2 separate regions of the Mus musculus genome follow, and region 2 is linked to region 1. A link is a contact called in public HiChIP or PLAC-seq data. All regions are on one chromosome and are shown on one strand. The core of a region is the stretch at or near the end of the contact, and the rest is flanking DNA. Distances in the headings are between cores, read along the strand shown. Region 1 overlaps Rtn4 (reticulon 4). Region 2 overlaps Sptbn1 (spectrin beta, non-erythrocytic 1).

Region 1 (4,099 bases), core at 928-3,427:
GAGAAAACTAGCTAACTCATAGGTACCAGCTGACATTTTTACCCACTTCTTTCTCAGTGTTTTAAAACTGCAGTTTTTAAGTTAGCCAAGCAAAAATATTTTACTCTGAAAAATCAACGAGCAAAATTTATGAGTACACAATTTATGGGTCATACTTTCTCATTAAACTTCATCTAAATGAATTTAAATACCAACCTTTAAAGAATAAAATTCTCTCAAGAATAGTCCTCAAATAATACACATGCAAACCAACTGGCAACGTGATGCTTTGAATATCTGGTGTAGTATTCTATTTTCTCCTTACAGAATGCCAAAGGAAGAGTCACAGATCAAACTTGTAAATATAATGCTAAAAAAATAAAACCAAAGACCTGCAAGGTCTCCAACTCACTTCTAAAGAGTACGATGATCTAAAATTACCTACTTTCAATGTCTCTCTTACCTTAGTCAAAACACTTTTTTTTTTTTACAATGCATGGTTAACTAAGAAAAAATATAATTAAATAAGTTGCTAATAAAAAAAATCTCTGATAAAGTAGCATGTGTGAGTTTTGGGGTTGTTTTGTTTTGTTTTTTCAAGACAGGGTTTCTGTGTAGCCCTGGTTGTCCTGGAACTCAACTCTGTAAACCAGGCTGACCTCGAATTCAGAAATCCACCTACCTCTGCCTCCCAAGTGCTGGAATCAGGCATGCGCCACCACTGCCTGGGGAGCATTTTTTTTTTTTTTAAAGTTTGTATCTATTTGGAAGGATTTTAAGCACAAGAGAACTGTCTCAAAGCAGATGTGAAAGCCCAGAATGGTACAGACCTTTAAACCAGCATTGGGAAAGCAGTCAGGTAGCATTCTCTGAGTTCAAGGCCAGCTAACATTATATAGTTATGTTTGTTTCAAAAAAGAAACAAAACAACCTAGTTAGTAAGCCCACCTGGTGTTCACCTCATCCTGCTCTCTCAAACTCCTTCCACTTCTTTTACTTTTAATGCCAGCAAAATTTTTGGTTTGTTTTGCTTTTCCCTTCCCCTTCTTCCCCTTCCTCTCCTTCTTCCCCTTTCTCTTCTTCCCCTTCTTCCCCTTTCCTTTTCCTTCCTTCCTTCCTTCCTTCCTTCCTTCCTTCCTTCCTTCCTTTTAAATTTCCCTGTGCCTTTAAAGATTGAAAAGAAAAAAAGGAAAAGGAAAAGGAAGGAAAAGAGAAAAGAGAAGAGAGCAGCCATTTACTTTGCTTGTATATTGTTTTGGGAAGCTACGATTTAGACGTCTATTAATAATGGAGAGCCCGAATCTTTTATTAATATGAAACAGTGACAGTTACACAGCAGTCTTGAAACTAATTTTAGAATTCTAAGCACACAGAGGTACAAAACTAGATGTTTTACTGCTGAGAGACATTAACAACCATAAACCCTACCATATGCTGTAATCTAATGCCCTCTATGGACTAAAAGTCAGTACTTCAACAATGGTGAACTCAATATTCAAAAATGGAATAGGATTTGAAATCTAAAAAATAACATTCAAAATGACAAAAAATTGAGCATTTTCAAACTCTTTTAACAACATCACATAGCAATTTCAATATATGAATATTAAAATCCAGAGAAACTGAAAATGTTTCTCTTGCACCAGGAGGTTAAATCAGAATATGATGGGAATAAAAATAACTCTGCAAGAATCCAGACAATTATAAATAAATCAGAACTAAAAGTAAAAATAAAAGAGTACTAAAAAATGAAACAGGCTTTCCTTTGTGAAGTCAAACTGACATGCCTCATCAAATATGAGACCTTGAATGCAATGACCTCGAATGCACAAGCATGTGAGAGAGAGAGAGAGAGAGAGAGAGAGTGAGTGAGTTAAAGACCCAAAGTATTTCTAAACTTACAATTTAAAAATTAAGTCATTAGGCCTTTTACCTTAACAGAAACACATCTTCAGGGTCATTTCAGAATGCTTATAGCATAGCTCAAGTATTTAATTCTGTACAAAATGTCAAAATTCAAAATAGTTTATAAATTTGTTTTATAACAAGTGTGAAATTTTGTGACCAGCCACATTTATTCAGTATGGTTACTTATCAAATATTCCATAGAAATGGTTTTACCATTACCCACACTAGATGGCACCAACACCCAAATCTGCATTTGATTGCCTAACCAACCACTGGGAAACTAGCAAAAGCTATTCTCAATCATCCAACAGTTGAATGGTTGCCTGGCACCAGGAGGCTAGATCAGAATATGATGGGAATAAAAATAACTGCGACAATTATAAATAAATTGGAACTAAGTAAGAATAAAATTAAGAGTAGTAAAAAGAAAGCGGCTTCCTTTGTAAAAGTCAAACTGTCCACTGATGTGTGCATAAAAATCTTAGAGAGAGAAGACTTTGCACCCTGCACATAAAAACAAGATCATAGAGCATCAAAATCGAAAAATGAACAAAGGTTAAACAAGCAATTCATAAAAACTAAAGCACAAATGACCAATAAATGCTTGAAATCCTGGCTTTGGTAGTAACACACAGGAAGGTAATAAAAGGCATTTAAATAAGAAAGGAAGTAGTTAAGAAAAAAAATCCTATTTTCAAGTGTTACAATTCTATACATCAGAGACCCTCGAGACTCCACAAGAAGGCTGATAATCTGATAAACACCTTCTACAAAATGGTTAGGATTCAAAGTTAGCATTAAAGATACAGTAGACTGTCTACATACCATCAAAGGGCACACTGAACAAGAAACAATGTGGTGAAGAGCATTTAATCTTGCACTCAGGGTATAGAGGCGGGAAGAATTAAACTCATGGCCAATCTGATTTACATAGGGAGGGTTCCAGGTTCCCCACCCCGCTGCACAGAGAGAACCTGTTTCAAATTCTAAAACCCTTAGAATAAACCTAACAAAGAAAGTTAAAAACCGCTGGGCGTGGTGGCGCTCTCCTATAATCCCAGCAATTGGGAGGCAGAGGCAGGCGGATCTCTGAGTTCCAGGCCAGCCTGGTCTACAAAGTGAGTTCCAGGACAGCCAGGGCTATACAGGCTATACAGCCCTGTCTCGAAAAACCAAAAAGAAAGTTAAAAACCTCTACCAACTTGATAGCTCACAACCATCTTTAACTCCAGCTCCAGGAGAGTCAATACACCCTGACCTCCCTGGCACCAGGAACTCATGTGATGCATATATAGAAGCAATACAAGCAAACACTCATACACATAAAATAAATCTGAAGAAACCCAAGTAGTTGGGCACACCTGTGGAGGATTTTCTTGATTTGATCATTTGAGATGGGAAGACCCACCTTAAACCTGGATTATCTGAAGGTGGAAAAAGATTCACCCTAAATCTGGGCCAGCCTGCATAAAAAGCTTTTGCTTTTTGCTTCCTTAACCTCAGTCTCTCTGGCAAGTTCATCTATCCCGTTACTAAGGCACTAATACCCCTGGTGGTATTAGAATGTACTTCTGTGAGGTTCCAACATAGACTCAAGACCTCTGAAGGAATTACCTGAACGCTGCAAAAGATTGAGATGGCTAAGACTTTCAGTTTTATAACCAGATCCTTGGCCTTTCTTTCAAGAGATAACCATTGTTGGACTACCTGGACCACAGCCTGTAAGCTACTTGAACAAAACCATGTGTTGTGTGTGTGTGTGCATGCCAAAGTTACATGAGAACAAAGATTTTTGTCTCCCCCACTCTCAAAGAAAAGAAATACAGGATAGTACTTCAAACAACCAAGCCAAAGCAATTATAAGTACCTGCTTTTAATAGATGTTTATTGTAATTAAGAAAAATATCAAGCAGAAAAATCTAATCTAACTTCATTCCTTTTACAGTAAAGGAAGTCAACATCTATCTAGATGTGAGAAAGACTAGAATTCATGTCATCCAAATTATACAAACACTTCCTGTGAATTTTATGGAATATACACACTTGTTATGTTGTTTTGTTGTTGTTTTTTTTTTTTTTTTTTTTTCTCCAAGACAGGGTTTCTCTGTGTAGCCTTGGCTGTCCTGGAACTTACAATAGCCCAGTCTAGCCTCAAACTCAGAGAATCTGCCTGCCTCTGACTTCCAAGTGCTAGGATTAAAGGCTTACACAC
Region 2 (4,099 bases), core at 849-3,348, 460 kb before region 1:
TGTTGTTGTTGTTTTTAATGCTGTGCTGGCTTTCTAGTGTGTTTTCAGTAATAATTTTTGAGAAGACCCAGTTCCTTAGTCTATGATTTTCTAGATCTCAGACTAGAATTCTGCAAGGACTTGAGAGACGCAGATTTGGGAAGGGCGAATCCTGAGAGATTAAAATTCTTGATTTTTGTCCAGACTGGTTCATAATTGGTGGTGGCAGGGAGGGAAGTATGGTAAGTCAGTGTCGTACACAAGACATGTCTTACCTCGGAAGACTCATTCTGTTTGGTGATTCTGATATAAAAGAGGCTCAATAAACAATACAGAATTTTCTGATCTGTTTTGCCATTACTAAAAATGATTTGTAAGGTCCTAGAGTGATGGGTGCTGATATTTAGGTAAAGGTTTTGGAGTTAAGAGTATGGTCTTCCCTTCTCGGGAAATGGTGGTGCTGGAGCAGTTTTCAAAAGTTGACAGCATTATCCAGGCAGTGGTGGCGCACACCTTTAGTCCCAGCACTTGGGAAGCAGAGGCAGGCAGATTTCTGAGTTCGAGGCCAGCATGGTCTACAGAGTGAGTTCCAGGACAGCCAGGGAGGGTTATACAGAAAAATCCTGTCTAGGAAAAAACAAAAAAAGTTGACCGTATTACCCAGGAATGTGGAGTTTTGTCCAAGTTTCCCTAGCATGGGACAAATGATAACTCTCCAACTTTAGGTCCTCAGCTTGATGAATTTTTTTTTAAAGAGTTATTTATTTATTTAGTTTCTATGAATACACTGTAGTCCTCTTCAGACACACCAGAAGAGGGCATCATATCCCATAACAGATGGTTGTAAGCCACCATGTGGTTGCTGGGATTTGAATTCAGGACCTGTGGAAGAGCAGTCTGTGCTCTTAACCACTGAGCTATCTCTCCAGCCCCCAGCTTGATGATTCTTGTTTGTTTGTTTGTTTGTTTTGTTTTGTTTTTTTCCAGACAGGGTTTCACTGTGTAGCCTTGCTGTCCTGGAACTCCACAGAGCAGGCAGGCAGGCCCAGAGATTTACCTGCCTCTGCCTCCCAAGTGGAGTGCTAGGATCAAAGATGTGTCTCCCACCCCCATCCCAGCTACTAAATTTTCTTGATTTTAAAAACTTCAGCTTCTCTCCTATTTATTGTTAAGTTTAAGCCCAACTGGCCCTTTGATATCTGATGTCCACATTGGAATAAAGTAGATACTCCATATTTGGGGTGTGGCTGTCTCCTGGCATAAATGAATACTTCTAGTTTCCCCAGTCACTTCTCAGGCCACTTTTTGAATTTCCCCATATCATGTAAAAATAATTTTTAGAGCAGTTTATCCACGCGTGTTAGTATCTTAAAACCACAAAACTTGGTTTTCTTTGCTAGCTGATAATGCTTTAATTCTGGCACCAGGAAGTAAGGTTTTTTTTATTTTTATTTTTATTTTTATTTTTATTTTTATTTATGGTTTAATTTGATCTGAGCCAGTGTCTTTTGGTAGTGACTTTTTCTGAGTGTATGTGATAATTGTACTCAGTCCAGAATCACAAGATTCATTATAGGATTGATGGGCTCTTTTCTTTGGCTTCTCTGTCTAGAGAAGTCTAGAGAACTTCTTAGGAAGTTCTGAAAGATGTCATGTCCCTGATAAAGGGTCTTTCCCCCAAGATGTGTCTTCTGAGCAACTTGCTTGTGTGAATGTGTGCATTCTGTCGTCTTCTCTCGTAAACATAAAGCTGACTGCTGATTTATATAGGTCACGGGATATTCCCCTTTACTTTAAGCTGTAGTGCATCTGAAATGTAGAAGGAGCTATAACAGGTACTTGGTCAAAGACAGCCGAAACAATTTACTTTTGTCTTGTGGCCTCTGTAGGTGTGGGAGGGAAGACATGCAGTATTAGGCTACATCTTGGCATTTTCTTCCAGATTGAGCCTGTGGGTGTGACACCTAGTCTCAGCCCTCACATAAGTAAACTCAAACTTTGTGACACCAGCTGTAGCACTCAAGGAGCCAGGCTTCCCTCTATAGTAGGGTTAGCATGATTAGCCCCTTAACATGCTCACTTGGCTCCTACAGTCGCAGAGCAGCATTGGACAAAGCTGCTCCTCTACAGTACTTCCTGGAGGCTCTGAAACGCCTCACCTTAGGTTCACATAAGGTGAGTCTGAGAGAGTATGAGGACTTAGGAACTTACTGGTTTTAGCTAGTGCATCTAGACCATAATGTCTGCTGTTTTGGGGTTTTTTCCCCACTGAATCCAGTCTGTGCAAGTAAATAGCCCAGAGCAGTTAACTGTATTGTCCTTGGAAAAGGGTTCTAAAACTAACCCTTTTTTCCGTGTGATTACTTTCTCCTTTAGTAGCACCTGAGAACCACTCTTTCCGTTTCTAGGACCAAACAGAATTCCTTTGTTGTGTAAATAAGTAACCTTGGGTTCATTTGCATTACAGCCTTAGGTGAAAGGTGAATGGGCTGGTTCTGTCAGCCATGGGGCCCCTGGGGAAGGAAGCCAATGCCAAGAAAATTGAAGCATCCAACGAGGGTTACAGAGTACCCTGGATTGTCAGAGCAGTGATGGCTGGGAAGAAGTTCTTTGAAGAAATTCTCTTGAAGATTACTTGGGGTGCCATTGTTTTATAAGATTTCTTCTTTTTTTGGCATGTCAAGTGGTAGGGACTAAAGGTAGAACTAACTACATGTAGAACTAAACAGTATTTGAAACTTGAAACAAACTAGCATCAGGAGCCTACTTTGTCAGTCACCTCTTGTTTGTATGCTCTAGCCAGCTCTTTATACCACTGATCCTTATGAAACCCATGTTAAGCTCAGGCCTTAGGATCTGAGAAGATCACAGTGTCGCATTGCTGCTTATTTGTGTATGTGGGGGAGTGTATGCGTATGTGTATAATGACATTATAATCCTAGGATTCTCTGTGTGTGTGTGTGTGTGTGTGACTGACTGATGATTGAACATGCCAAGCCAAGAGTTGTAGCCAGGATTACAGACATATACCTCCATTCCTGGTTTATCTGCTGTCATTTTTCATCTGAACAAGAAATTTACTAGCAAAAGCTGCTGCTCTCCATCTGCAGCCCTTCAGTATTGTTAGTGCTGTGGAAGGAGACTGGCTTCATAGAAACTTTGGTTGACCGACACTGTTGGCTGTCCTGCTTGTCAGCCGTGGGTATCCTTTGTTGCTGCTTTTGAGGATGTCTTGGCTGGACGACCTTGGTGCTCATTGGCTCCTTCTAGACTGGCAAGGCAACCTTGTAGCCAGCTTTCATGTTTCCTCACTCTGGGGAGTTATGGTTGATCACTTGAATTTCGTGTGTATTTGTTTGGTTTCTAGCCTTTAATTTGCCCTGCGACCACTTGTGGCTCAGGGTTAGCCAGGCCCATAGTTAAAGAACAACATAGTTGCTAGCCCTGAGCTAAAGTCCTTTTTCCCCTTTTATTTCTGCTTCCTCTTCACAGACTAATTACCAGCTGCTGCTGTTCTTGTTAAACTTCATTAATCCTGAGCCTCTGTCCATAGAAATGGCCTTAAGATAAAAAGACCCTCAACTAAACATTTTGTTGCTGCTGCTAATTGCCCCAAATTACATGTTTTTATTAATTAAGCACGGCTTGCCTCCAAATCCTATTGAAGAATGTTTCCATGACTCCCCTGAATACACACATGCTGCTTTGTGGTTTCATATTTTGGTGGGGGTGGAGGTCCCTGAAATGATCATGCCCCAAAACAGGGTAGTTTTAGAAACATGGTAAAGGGGAAACCCTATGTAATCTTATTCAGAGCCTTAATTCTACACTGATAATGCCTTTAAGCAGATACAGTGCTGAAGTATTCCATGTTTGTTTAAAGTACATGATGGCAGACGGTTGCAAAACTAGCTTTCTTAAGTCATTATGGGGCTATGGGGCCCAGCACATGTTTGTGCAATTACATATTTCTTTCTTCTTCTTTTTTTTTAATAAGTGTTGCTGTGTGTAGGTTAGGCTGGACTGGGCACTAGTGTTGTCCTTTCCCTTCAGTCTCATGAGTGCTGGGATCACAGGCATAAGACACATTAGACTATTTTGGATGGGAGAGAGAGTGAAA

What was found. HiChIP or PLAC-seq counts read pairs in DNA pulled down with a chosen protein or histone mark.
Region 2: a contact with region 1 is called in an H3K27ac HiChIP or PLAC-seq map of embryonic stem cells, with 5 read pairs. The contact joins two enhancer-like sites. A contact is called at or near these places in 2 of 115 datasets of contacts at active chromatin or transcription factors (both in embryonic stem cells).

What each region holds. Positions count from the first base shown.
Region 1 is chr11:29,713,024-29,717,122 of GRCm38.p6, reverse strand. The region is part of intron 3 of Rtn4 (reticulon 4); the gene reads right to left. Among named protein-coding and RNA genes, the nearest start is that of Rtn4, 22 kb to the right of the region's middle. Within about 2 kb of position 2,177, at least 8 of the 459 cell types and tissues checked have an H3K27ac peak or open chromatin away from gene starts, as enhancers often do. A contact at or near this core is called in embryonic stem cells, where this site is marked.
Region 2 is chr11:30,175,645-30,179,743 of GRCm38.p6, reverse strand. The region is part of intron 1 of Sptbn1 (spectrin beta, non-erythrocytic 1); the gene reads left to right. Among named protein-coding and RNA genes, the nearest start is that of Sptbn1, 42 kb to the left of the region's middle. Within about 2 kb of position 2,098, at least 55 of the 459 cell types and tissues checked have an H3K27ac peak or open chromatin away from gene starts, as enhancers often do. A contact at or near this core is called in embryonic stem cells, where this site is marked.